3 separate regions of the Zea mays genome follow, and regions 1 and 3 are each linked to region 2. The links are chromatin contacts, called in public Hi-C maps. All regions are on one chromosome and are shown on one strand. The core of a region is the stretch at or near the end of the contact, and the rest is flanking DNA. Distances in the headings are between cores, read along the strand shown.

Evidence for each region. Hi-C and Micro-C count contacts between places; a contact is called where the count stands out from the background.
Region 1: a contact with region 2 is called in a Hi-C map of bundle sheath, with 2.1 times the contacts expected there. The contact joins the promoter of LOC103629579 here to the promoter of LOC100217271 in region 2. A contact is called at or near these places in 4 of 25 Hi-C or Micro-C datasets (bundle sheath, ear, leaf and 1 more).
Region 3: a Hi-C map of tassel shows a contact between it and region 2, with 4 times the contacts expected there. The contact joins the promoter of LOC100280685 here to the promoter of LOC100217271 in region 2. A contact is called at or near these places in 4 of 25 Hi-C or Micro-C datasets (bundle sheath, ear, leaf and 1 more).

Annotation. Positions count from the first base shown.
Region 1 is chr6:95,372,450-95,376,421 of Zm-B73-REFERENCE-NAM-5.0, reverse strand. LOC103629579 reads right to left here and starts at 2,115. Exons shown (of 4, transcript XM_008650656.2): 1 at 1,814-2,115. LOC103629577 (a long non-coding RNA gene) reads left to right here and starts at 3,698. Exons shown (of 4, transcript XR_002748633.1): 1 at 3,698-3,972.
Region 2 is chr6:94,927,771-94,931,367 of Zm-B73-REFERENCE-NAM-5.0, reverse strand. It overlaps LOC100217271 (UDP-N-acetylglucosamine transferase subunit alg13), which reads right to left and starts at 2,218. Exons shown (of 4, transcript NM_001143623.2): 1 at 2,109-2,218; 2 at 1,683-1,881; 3 at 1,229-1,325; 4 at 1-131. The coding sequence starts at 1,847.
Region 3 is chr6:95,202,298-95,206,135 of Zm-B73-REFERENCE-NAM-5.0, reverse strand. It overlaps LOC100280685, which reads right to left and starts at 2,117. Exons shown (of 8, transcript NM_001153604.2): 1 at 1,723-2,117; 2 at 1,426-1,488; 3 at 1,168-1,284; 4 at 763-1,057; 5 at 425-580; 6 at 191-342; 7 at 1-112. The coding sequence starts at 2,021. It also overlaps the pseudogene LOC103631194.

The sequences.
Region 1 (3,972 bases), core at 866-3,365, 450 kb before region 2:
TTTTGGGTGTACAAGTCGCTACCATAGTCTCTATCAATTGCATATTGCAATGCATGCAAATGGCAAAAATGCATCTGAGAAGGTTGTTTTTGTTTCATTTGTGATATTGTGAATAGTCATTGATGATTTCTTGCCTATATCTGTAGGAATCAATGATGAAGCCATTTATCGTTATCGAATTAATCTTCAAGAAGAGATATCAAGTGCAAGATTGAGCAAGCTGGCTACCACATACAGAAATCATGCACGATTCAGGTAGGCTGTCTGTTGTTAGTTTGATGTAACCAAATGAATACCTTGATTGATTAAATCTTGGATTTGTTTCTCAACACAGTGGAACTGAAGTCTGCCTTTGTCTCTCAAATGATGCAGATGTTGATGATTTTATATTATGGTTGGTTGGCTTCTTCAGAAAGGTTTTTTGCCATATCTATTTATATGCTTAAATTTAGCGAAAGGCCAAAAGGATGGTCAGAATTTCCAATGTTAGCTATTGTAAACAGCTTTTCTGCGACTTCTATCATCTTCCATCAGGATTTGTTTGCCATGCATCTGGAAGTATCACATTGTTTCATCTTTTTGATGTGCTTAGACTAGAAATTGCATGTATGGACTATGGAGGCTAACTAAAGTTTGTTCATTACAAAATCATCTGTTAACATTTGACTGAAAAAGGGAAATTAGTTTGATGCTTGTTTTAAAATTACGAGATGTTAATTTTCCACTGCGAAATAATCTGTTACCATCATCTTTCACCTAGAAGAAAAGGTACTGGTCCTTATTGTGTCTAAATTGGCACTCCAAAAATAATTGGTGAATCTAGAGAATTTTAAGTTGATTAAAATGAGTGATGATACCATCAAGATAAACTGGCACCATGAGTGTTCTCTCCCTTTAGCTTCCAAATAGATATGCCACGCAATATGTTTTTAAACCCATGTTAAATCCTAGTTATAACTGTTTGTACATATCTTATCCTTCATTCCATCTACCCAGGAACAATGCTTTATATGAACTAATTTAGTTTTAACCTTTTTAATCTTTAATGTTTAATCAATGAGCAACTGTCTCCAGACACATGGAATCAATGAGAATTATATCAACATATGATTTCTCAACATATCAGTATTAGAATCCTAATAATGATCTTATGGTAGAGATCTGTAGAATTTATTGGCAAATACAGTAGAATTAAGTGTCAATTTTGCACAATTAAGTATGTCCTTTTTGTGTTGTTGGCTCCAATATTGACTGAGTTGATTTTTTTTTCTCTTAATCTATGCAGATACAAGTGATAAAAGCAGCAGTAAGTATAACTGAACTGTTATCTTTCCTTAAGTCCGAAGTGTAGTATTTCACACACTTTAATTTTCAATGCTCCTTTGCAGGTTCAATGTCTCATTGTCTACTCTAATGTGATCTCAGATTTTACCTATCCTTAATCCCTTCAGCCTTTAGTTGTTGCATCTTTGACTCACATGCTTTTCCGCTAAAAAAACTAATCCAGTAGAATTGACAGTGCTTTTTTTTATGTAGGCTTCAGGTTCAGGCTTTCAACAAGGCAAACAGCCATACGTGATACGCCCATGGACATGGGCAGCAACAGGCCAACAGCCATACTACAACATGAAGCAAATAATCACTGGAAGGTTTCAGGCTTTCAGCATCTAAGTAAAACTGAAAACCAACAAACATGGACATGGGCAGCAACAGGCCAACAGCCATACGCCCATAACTACATGCTACGGTACAACAGAGCACACCAGAAAACAGGGACAAGCTAAGCTCTGAATCTGGATTCTGGAGACCGTACCTGCAGGCCGGCTGCTGGCGCCGCCGCGCCGGGGATGGAGGAGGGGCCGAGGGGGACGATGCCGCCGTATCCCCCGTCACCGGTAGCGCGCCGCCGTCACCTGTTCCGCTAGGGTTCCTCCCTCGGCAGCTGGTTGCCTGGTTCGTGTCGTTTGTGCCTGGGCGTTGCTCTGTTGGCTCTTGGTTGTGCTGCTTCTGCTCACGTGGTGGGAATTGGGAAAAAGGAACCTGGACTGGGCCGCTGGGTAAGTGAAGTGGGCCACTGGGCCGAAATTTCAATCCAGCCAACCAGGCTGATAGTTCCTAATCGGACGATTAGGCGCGATTAATCGCCGACTAATCGGATGATCAGATATCTGATCGCCCTGATCGCGTGAATATGTTCCTGACCTTGCAGAATCAATCGCTGGGCTAATCTGGTCGTCCACCAATGAAGAGTTCCAAGACGAATGCATCGGGCTTCTTGGGCTAGGCTCGGAATATGACGTGTCGGAAGGACCAGTTCGATCGTCGATCTGTGAGAAGATGATCCATATCATCGAGATGAATGATACCAAAGAGAACGCAGAGGACAACGTGCCGTATCTGTTCGAGTGCGAGAAGCTGGATGGAGGTAGCGAGCTGGACGCCAAACATAGCCGTAGGCAGTTAGCCACACTCCAGTTAGCCAAACTAGTCTATATTTAGAAAATGTAATCGCAGAAATTGGATAGCTACAACGGGGATATAATTGCAGCATTTCGTGGATTTCTGTATTTTTAATTGAACTAAGGGACTGTTTGGTTTCTTTGTCTAGGAACTAAAGTTTATTCTTTACCTTGTTTGATAAACATAAGAAAACCAAAATTTCTCTTAGCATTATACGGCAATTAGTGTAACCGAAATAAATGATAGGTAAAAGGTAAAATTAATAAGATTTAATCCTTTTTAGTCATTCAATGAGGGACTAGAGACTAAAACAGTTTAGTCCCTGTTTTAATCTCATCATTTAATAATTTAAAGACTAAATAAAACTAAAATAAGGAGACTAATCTTTAATTCCTCAGACTAAACGGTATCTAACCTTTTCAATTTGACGCCACTTTTTAATCAAGTAGAGATCACGGCCTGAGTAAAAAAATTGTTGTAAAGCTATCCCGTACTTTCACGTGTAAGATAACGGAAGTCTCTTCTTCACTCTTGCTACATCATGGACGAGGTAACCAAAAAATTAGATATGATGCATAGAGAAGTAATTATCTGCTATTAAATTTTAAATAATAAAAGAATTCCTTCTCATAGACCCTCTCCGATTTCTTGGTAATTAGATCAGTCCTTAGAGTAAAGTTTCTTCTTTATATTTTGAAATTTTGAAGAACCATCTATTATTTCATTATAACAGTTCATAAATACTCCTATAAAAGATGTTTTCTGCTGAGGAATCTCTACTACTTATTAAGTAAGCAATAGTAGTCTGCCTCTGACATGTTCTGCCACGGATGTGTTCTGCCCTGCCCTGGTTCTGCCATCTACACGCCTCGCCTCCTGCATGTGGGTCATTATCCAGCAAAAAATTTCACGTCCGCACGAGTTTATTTAAACTGACCATTCAGCTATCAAACACAATATAGTTCAACATTAGAGTTCTTATTGTTGAGTCCGAGCCAACGCTTATAAGCTGCTCTATGTCTCCTTTACTAGACAGTATGGTACTAAGTTTTTTTGCAAGACAATACAACAATAGTGCAGGCGTTCTGGGCTGAATTTTTGGTGCGGCCCATACTCCAGCCGGTTTGGGGCGGCCCATACTCCACCGACGGCACTCCCATCCATCGTCTGAAACCCTTCCTAGCGCTCTCCTCCCCACGCCACCATCTCTCTCACCCCTCTCCCTCAACCGCCCCGATCTGGTTACCCGAGCGCGCATGGTGGATACGGGAACGCCGACGAGCGCGCATGGTGGATACGGGAACGCCGACGAGCGCGCTCATGCTCACGCCTCTATCTCCCCCTTCTCTCTCCCTCAACCGCCCTGATCCAGATACACAAGTTCATGCGAGGCAGAGAGACGGGAGCGATATCCGGGATGATTCGGGCGAGCGCCTCACGTCCGCGGTTGTTGGGAGCTTCGCTCACCATCTCGCGGTTGTTGGCGGCGGAAGATAGAGAAGGGCGAGCGGC
Region 2 (3,597 bases), core at 969-3,468:
TGCGCAGAAGAGGTGCTTCCTTTCAGCCAATTCTTCTGCTAGTTCGCTCTGGTGATTGTCCATCAGATCCTCGTTTACAACGACGATAAGCGGTTTGCCCAGCCGCAGCGTCTCAAATATGCTTCCTGAACCTGCCAGTGCCAAACCTTGAGAAACAAAACAATAAATAGAATAGACACACAAGATATTTCAAACAAAAGACTTTGTCGATCGCAAGGTCGGTCTGGCTTTAAAGCTTGCTGATCATTTTGAGCATCACGAACCTGAAACAAAAAAACTCATGCTGCCTGGAAGTTTTGATTCACTGCTGCAGAATAGTCCTTATGCAGAGTATTCAATGATACAGAAATGGAAAAAACAAATTGATAGTAGCAAAAGATGGAGCGGATTCTGAGCAATCAGTGAATTGGAGAGAAACCATGGGGGAGGAATCCTATTCCCATTCAAAACCATGGATCCTTTCAATTCCCTGGTCACCAAATCAGCTCAGAAAGGTTAAGTTATATTCTAGTTGCAATTAACAAACCCACCTTTTACATTCCTTGTACTGTCCTGGATTCTAGGGTAACCTAGCGATCTTTCATGACAACAGAGACATGGTTCTTAACACCAGAGGTTCTAGTCCTTAGGGGGTGTTTGGTTTTTTTAGTTACCCTCCTAAAATTTCTATTTGAGAGGCCTTATTTAAGTCACACTGTTTGGTAGTTTAGGGACTAAACCCCTTAATCATTTACTGGTTCTCTTGCATCTATTAAGAGGATGTTTAGTTCCCACCTCCTAAACTTTTAGTCACTTTTAGTTCCTAAAATACCAAATGGGGTAACTAAAATAGGTCTTCCAAATATGATATGATTTCTAGGGACTAAAGTTTAGGAGTGTGACTAAAGAAACCAAACACCCTCTAAGGATGAAAGGTTCTCAAATCTCAGTCACTTCATCAGATCAGATGAATAAGGAAGTGAGACAGAGACAGCGTGAAAGTAGCTAAGATTACAAAGAATGCGATAAACTGGTATATATCTCATCATTCCAAAATAGAAAAAGAAGAACAATCTAAAAGGAAGTGTGCCGTTTCACATTTTATGGTCTAACATAGATACAATTACTGGAAAAAGAATTCTCCGACGCATTTAGTTCAAGCTGGCAATTTCAAGATTTGGCCAGGAAAATATATAACACCATGGAACATATTCCAATGTTTTCCGCCATTTGGAAACACTATACGTACCTGCATGGCTGATAACTAAGGAAGCTGTTCTCATATTGTCAGCGATGCTTGGTGAAAATGTGAAATGGTCAACTTGAAGGGTAGCATCTCCTGAGACCTGTAGTCCCAAATAGATAAATACTATTAAGTATTAACTTCACTGTAAAATTAGAAACAGGGGACTAAGGTACCACATGAATATTTAAAAAGGGAAAGCATGGTTAACACGATTAAAGTAAGCAGCTGGTGAAACAAGTTGGACAGGAAGAGTAAATTTGCGCAAATAAATTTGCATGACATCCATTTGCCAAAAAAAACATATATGTTGTGCTTTCAGTTTGCCTTTTCATTTAGGATGACTTAAATCACCAGTTACGAACATCCCTATAAGAAAGAGTACAGATTGTCATAATGCAAACTAGTAGACAGGAATTAAATAGTTGTTAGTTTACTACAGAGGTACAAGCGTACTGACCTTGGATGGAACATATGTTCCTCGGCCCATTTGAATGAGAAGATTACTGTAACCTTTTTGCAGTAAAGCCTTCTTCACTTCCGGAGAATCTACGGCCATGACAAGGGCATCAAAGCACGTGGTCCCCACCGTGACAAATACTGTTCGATGCTCCCTCTCTGCCATCGACCCTAACAAGCAGCGAGCTTATGCTACAAAGCTGTAGGCAAAGAAAACAGGAAATTAGATAATGCTGCAATGTTAGGTAAAACTTGTAACAATAAATGCAGTAGAAGAACAGACCAAGCTGTTTGTTCCAACCATGTACTAATTTCCTGGTAGCTAGGAACATGGGAGCAGATCTTATGCGGAAAAAAAATAGTAGCAAAAGGCAGCTTTCATAACTACAAGGATCGTAGAAACACCACATAAATAGTAGTAAGGCACCAGATTTGAGGTGTGGAGGTAAGGGCGCGGCGGAGGCGCAGGGCACGGCGGGGAGCCGGGGCGGGGGCGCAGGGCCGTCGGCAACGGAGCGGAGAGGAGGAAGGAGAACAGTGATCGGAGGAGGAGGATTGGTACATTTGCCAGCTTCGGTTTGGTCTTTGATGTGGGGGGGCAGCCGGGCAACCCGGGATCTGAACGTAAAGAAAGCCTACGGGCCGAATTGGTCGATCAAATTAGTTGATGCTACGATTTGGCCCACGGGATCCGCCCTTCCTTTAGATCGTTGGCTGGGCCTCCCTACCTAATACGTAGAATAACAGCAAGTAACTTCCTTTAGGCCCACTTTAGAACGTAGAAATAGAGCTGTATGACAACTACAATTCTACAAGAATTAAAAATACAGGAAAACATCAATTAGAGTGCTTGGATGTAGCATATAAAGAACACAAGAATTAGAGGAGAGAGATAGACACAAAGGAAAGTTTTCAAGAGGTTGGACCTCTTGTTAGAAATCCTCCAAAATCTTACTACAATGAGCAATCCTATAAGAATTTTATAGGAACTCAATCCTTTATTCCAAAGGGCTATATAGGAAAATTTCCTATATGATTCTAATCCTCCAAAATTCCTCTACTTTTCCTTTTTTAAAAAGGGGCCTTTATATCATTGCTGCTCAAAGATTTCGAAAGTGTATATATAATAACCTTGAAATGCATATGCATCTTACATAAAATAGGAGACTGAGGATGCACTTAGGTGTCGTTTGGTTCACCAAATATAAAGTAAATGACAATGGTAATGATTCATGTTCGATTATCAGTGGTAGCAAGTTTGAATAGGCTAGTATTAATTTCTAGTATAGTATCTGATAATGGTAGGATCTAAATAAATATGATCTAACGTTATCAGTTACCCACCACGTTATAAATATGTGAACCAAACCACACCTTAGTACTTACTCTATGTTAATTTGGAAATCATTATTGTTTAAAATATGCACATATTTGGATGAAATTGTGCCATATTCCTCTCCAAGTCATTCCCTTTAATAAAAAAACAAACGAATTGTCGATGATCCATGGATAGCCGGATAGCATCTTGGAGACAATAGAATCAAACACAAGATTTGCTTGCATTGGTTGCACTTATATTTGTGAATATTATGTCTATGCTATGCTTCATAAAAAAAGAACCGAAGACATGAACACACCAAAATGCAAGGGGGAGAAAACCACATAGCATGCATGAGTGTGGAGCTTAATGTCGCGCTCTAAACACTAGAGTGTTGTTTGGTTCATCAAATGTAACGTGAATAGTAACGGTAGTGATTCACACTTAAGTAACGGCGGTAACAAGTTTGGTTGCGCTGCTGGTGGTCAGCGTAGTGCAAGACGAGAGATCATTAATGCCACAACAACTGAGAGAGGCATTATTTCTCTGTCTGAATTCTAATGCATAATCTTGTTCTGGAGAATACGGAACTCTGAAC
Region 3 (3,838 bases), core at 868-3,367, 270 kb before region 2:
CGGCAGAAGAAGAGGTCGCAGATAACCGGCTACCAGAGCGCTCTGAGCCTCTTTGTAGCGAGCCCAAGTGACCAGGTAAAGGCCAGCGATGATGAAGAGTCCCCCAATCACACTGAAACGAGTAAAAATACAGGTGTCAACAAGCTCAGAATTTAGAGGATAAAAAATACAGTTGGGACTAGGGCCGAACCTTCCAACGTAAATTGGAGTTCCAAGAAACATGGTCGAGAGCAAGGTAGAGCATGCCGGTTGGAGTGGGTTGTAGAGGGCGACCAGAGACGGCCCGAGGATCTTGTTCGCCCAGGTCATGATCGCGTAGTTCAGGCAGGACGCAACGACTCCCTGTCAGGCAGGTAGGTAGAAGCAAGGTTACACAACCAGGGAGATTTCGAAATGTAATCTAATATCAAACTCAGAAACTTACAGCGTACAAGATGGCTAAGATCTCGGTCGCTGTCAGCGCCCACTCGTGGAGCCCACTGGTGGCGAACGCGCCGGTGACCACCATGAACAAGGTTGCGAAGGAGTAGGAGTAGGCGGTCAGGGATAAGCTCGCGGGGTATTTGATCAGCACCGGGGCCTGCAGGTTGTCGCGTCAGGAAAAGGACGGCGATTTTGTTGCATCAGGCGTGAACATCGTAGATATTAAAATACGATTACAGTAGTAAGCATCCACCAATCCATCAGTAACAGAAAGGAAATTTCAATAAATATATATCCAACCCCAGTGCTGCCAAGTCTGCGTCACCAAGTCTGCGTCACCTGGATGACGAGGTAAGCGCCCATCAGGAAGCAGTTTCCGATGAGGCAGACGACGCCGAGATGCCATGCCTCCACGCCGTTCCGGAGCATGGCCGCGGCCAGCCACTGAGGAGCATAGTTATAGGCATGGCTGTGGTCAATAACCACTGACAGGGCAGTTGCATCGGCCGCGCCTCCGGTCCCGATCAGAGATGGGCCTCGGTAGAAGACCATCAGGACGGCGCCAGAGACGCACACGGCTGTGCCGAGGACTTTGACGACCCCGTGTTTCGTGAAGATGTTGATCACCTCGACGCTGGAATTGGATGGGAAAATGTGTGGAATTTATTGCGGCGGCGGCGGCGTCGGTCCATGTCAGGAAGGACTCGGGCTGTCAGACGAGAGAAGGAAGGTTCCGAGTGTTACCCGACGATTGCGGCCAGGAGGAACGTGAACACCGGTATGGCCGGCTGGAACGCCGCGGCGTAGGAGGCGTTGGTGAAGCCGAGGCCCAGGAGGAAGAGGAGCTGGTTCCCGAAGATCCTGCGGCAGGCAAGGTAGGAGGAGAAAGCCGTTTCATTAGTTCCTCCAGCAAGGGTTAGTGGTGATGGAAACTATATGTAGATTTACACAGTGAAAGATTAGGAACCAAAAAAAAAAGTGAAAGATGGCTGGAAAAATCACCCAGTGAATCCGAGGAGAGCGAAGGACGCGAGGAGGCGAGGAGTCACCGGGCGCCGCACGTTTCTGCAAGGACGGAATGGATTCCGAATTTACGGGACGAATCGGAATCCCCTGGGATGGGTGAGTGAGAGAGATACACTGCACTAGTACTAGTAGGGAAGAAGCTAAAGAGATGCCTTCCCCCCCTCCTCCCCCAGCAGGTTGCTGCTGGGCAAGCAAAGGAGATTGAAGTGAAATTCGGTGGTGTGTGGTGCGCGAAGCGGAAAGGGATTGGATGAGGAGGACGTGCGGGGAGACCTCTCGCGAAAGAAGGCGATGGGCGCGAGGAGCGCGAGCGCGACGAGGTCGCGGTAGACGCAGAAGACGATCTGGTTCATGCCGACGTTGAGGACGGACTTGGTGAGGACGTGGTAGCCGCCGTAGGCGACCTGGACGAGGGCCATCCCGACGTGCGCCCGCCACGCCTCGTTGCCCGCCCACAGCAGGCGCCCGCTGCCGCTGACGGCCCACACCGACGAGGACCACCGCTGCAGCAGCGTCGGATAGCTTCCCTCCTCCCTGTCGCCGTCCTCCATCACCGCACCCCCACGCCCCATCCCTCCGCCGCCGAGGCCGGCGACCGCTCCCTAGTCTAGCGGCCTGCTGCTTCCCTCGTTCCGCGCGGCCTGCTCCTGCTCTGCTTTGGCCGTGGCTGTAGCTTTTTTTGATCTGGAAAAAATGGCGTGGAGTATACAATTTATAGCCCGATTACGCGAAAGAGACATAGCTTCAAGATTTATTCAATAATTGCGTCTTTATCAAATGAATAAAAGTCTATGAAACTAAGTATGAGACCATGCATAGAATAACACTTTGAAATTTATCCGATGAATAAAAGTCTACTAGTCATGTTCATTGCTACGATTTTTATATATGACATAGAATAAATTTTGTTTTAATAAAACACAAAATATATGTTTTTTATTGATTAGGTGAGTGTGAACGTGGAGCCAACAACAAAGTTCGAATACTCATTTATACATAATTTCACTTTATTTTTTTACATAAAACGCAAATATAAGGCTCCCAAAAGTAGGTCTTGTACTCTTGTATCATTTGTCCTTTCAGCAAGAGATAATAAACATTGGATGGTTTCAATAATATTTTTGTTGTCTCTCTGAAGGATATTATGAAGAATCACCTCAAATAATTGTTGGGGCTTTGCTGGTTACAATACATTTCTGTCAAATAAAACAAATCTTTCCAAAATGATCCGAGCATGCCAAGGCAAATAAAGCAACACTATATGCCCCATACACCCTTGAAGTGGAGCACCAAGTTCACTGAATGCTTTTAGCATGGTAATCGCGTGGTGCTATGAGATCTCAGAACCATTGCCTAGAAGCACAAGAAGTTTCTTGTCAATTCCTGATTCAATCATATAATCTCAACAACCTTCAACTTTCCAACCTTTATCAAAGATGCAAGTCTTGCAAACACATTTTCATACATTGTGAAAGGGAAATAGGCTTACACCTTTTCCTAATTGATTTTGGTGGTTGAATTGTCCAACACAAATAATTCAACTAACTAGTTTGCTCTAGACTATAAGTTTTACAGGTGCCAAAGGTTCACAATAAACCAATAAAAAGACCAAGAAAGAGTTCAAACAAAGAGAGCAAAAGACAACCGAAGTGTGCCCTGGTCTGGCGCACTGGAATGTCCGGTGTGCCACCGAACAGTGTCCGGTGCACCAGGGAACTCAACTCCGAACTGCTCACCTTCGGGAATTCTAGGAGCCGCTCCGCTATAATTCACCGAACTATCCGGTGTAGCACCAGACTGTCCGGTGTGCCAGCGGAGCAACAGCTACTTCGCGCCAACGGTCGTCTGCAGAAGACATTAAATGCGCTACAGCGTGCGGCAGCGCGCGCAGAAGTCAGAGCACGCGCCAGACGGCGCATCGGACAGTCTACAGGACCTGTCCGGTGGCCCAGAAGACAGAAGCTCCAACGGTCGAACCCTAACGGTCGGGTGACATGGCTAGCGCACCGGACAGTGTCCGGTGGCGCACCAGACTGTCCGGTGCGCCATGCCACAGCAGGCTCCACCAAACGACTAGTTTGGTGGTTGGGGCTATAAATACCCCCAACCACCCACCATTCATTGCATCCAAGTTTTCACCCTTCACACCTCATACAAGAGCTATAGCATTCAATACAAGACACAAACAAGAGATCAAATCCTCTCCCAAGTCCAAAGATCATTCCAATCAAATAGTGACTAGTGAGAGAGAGATACTTGTGTTCATTTGAGCTCTTGCGCTTGGATTGCTTTTCTTCTTCCTTCTTTCTTGATTCCAACTCAATTGTAACCAAGGCAAGAGACACCAATTGTGTGGTGGTCCTTGTGGGGACTTAGTATCTCGTTTGAT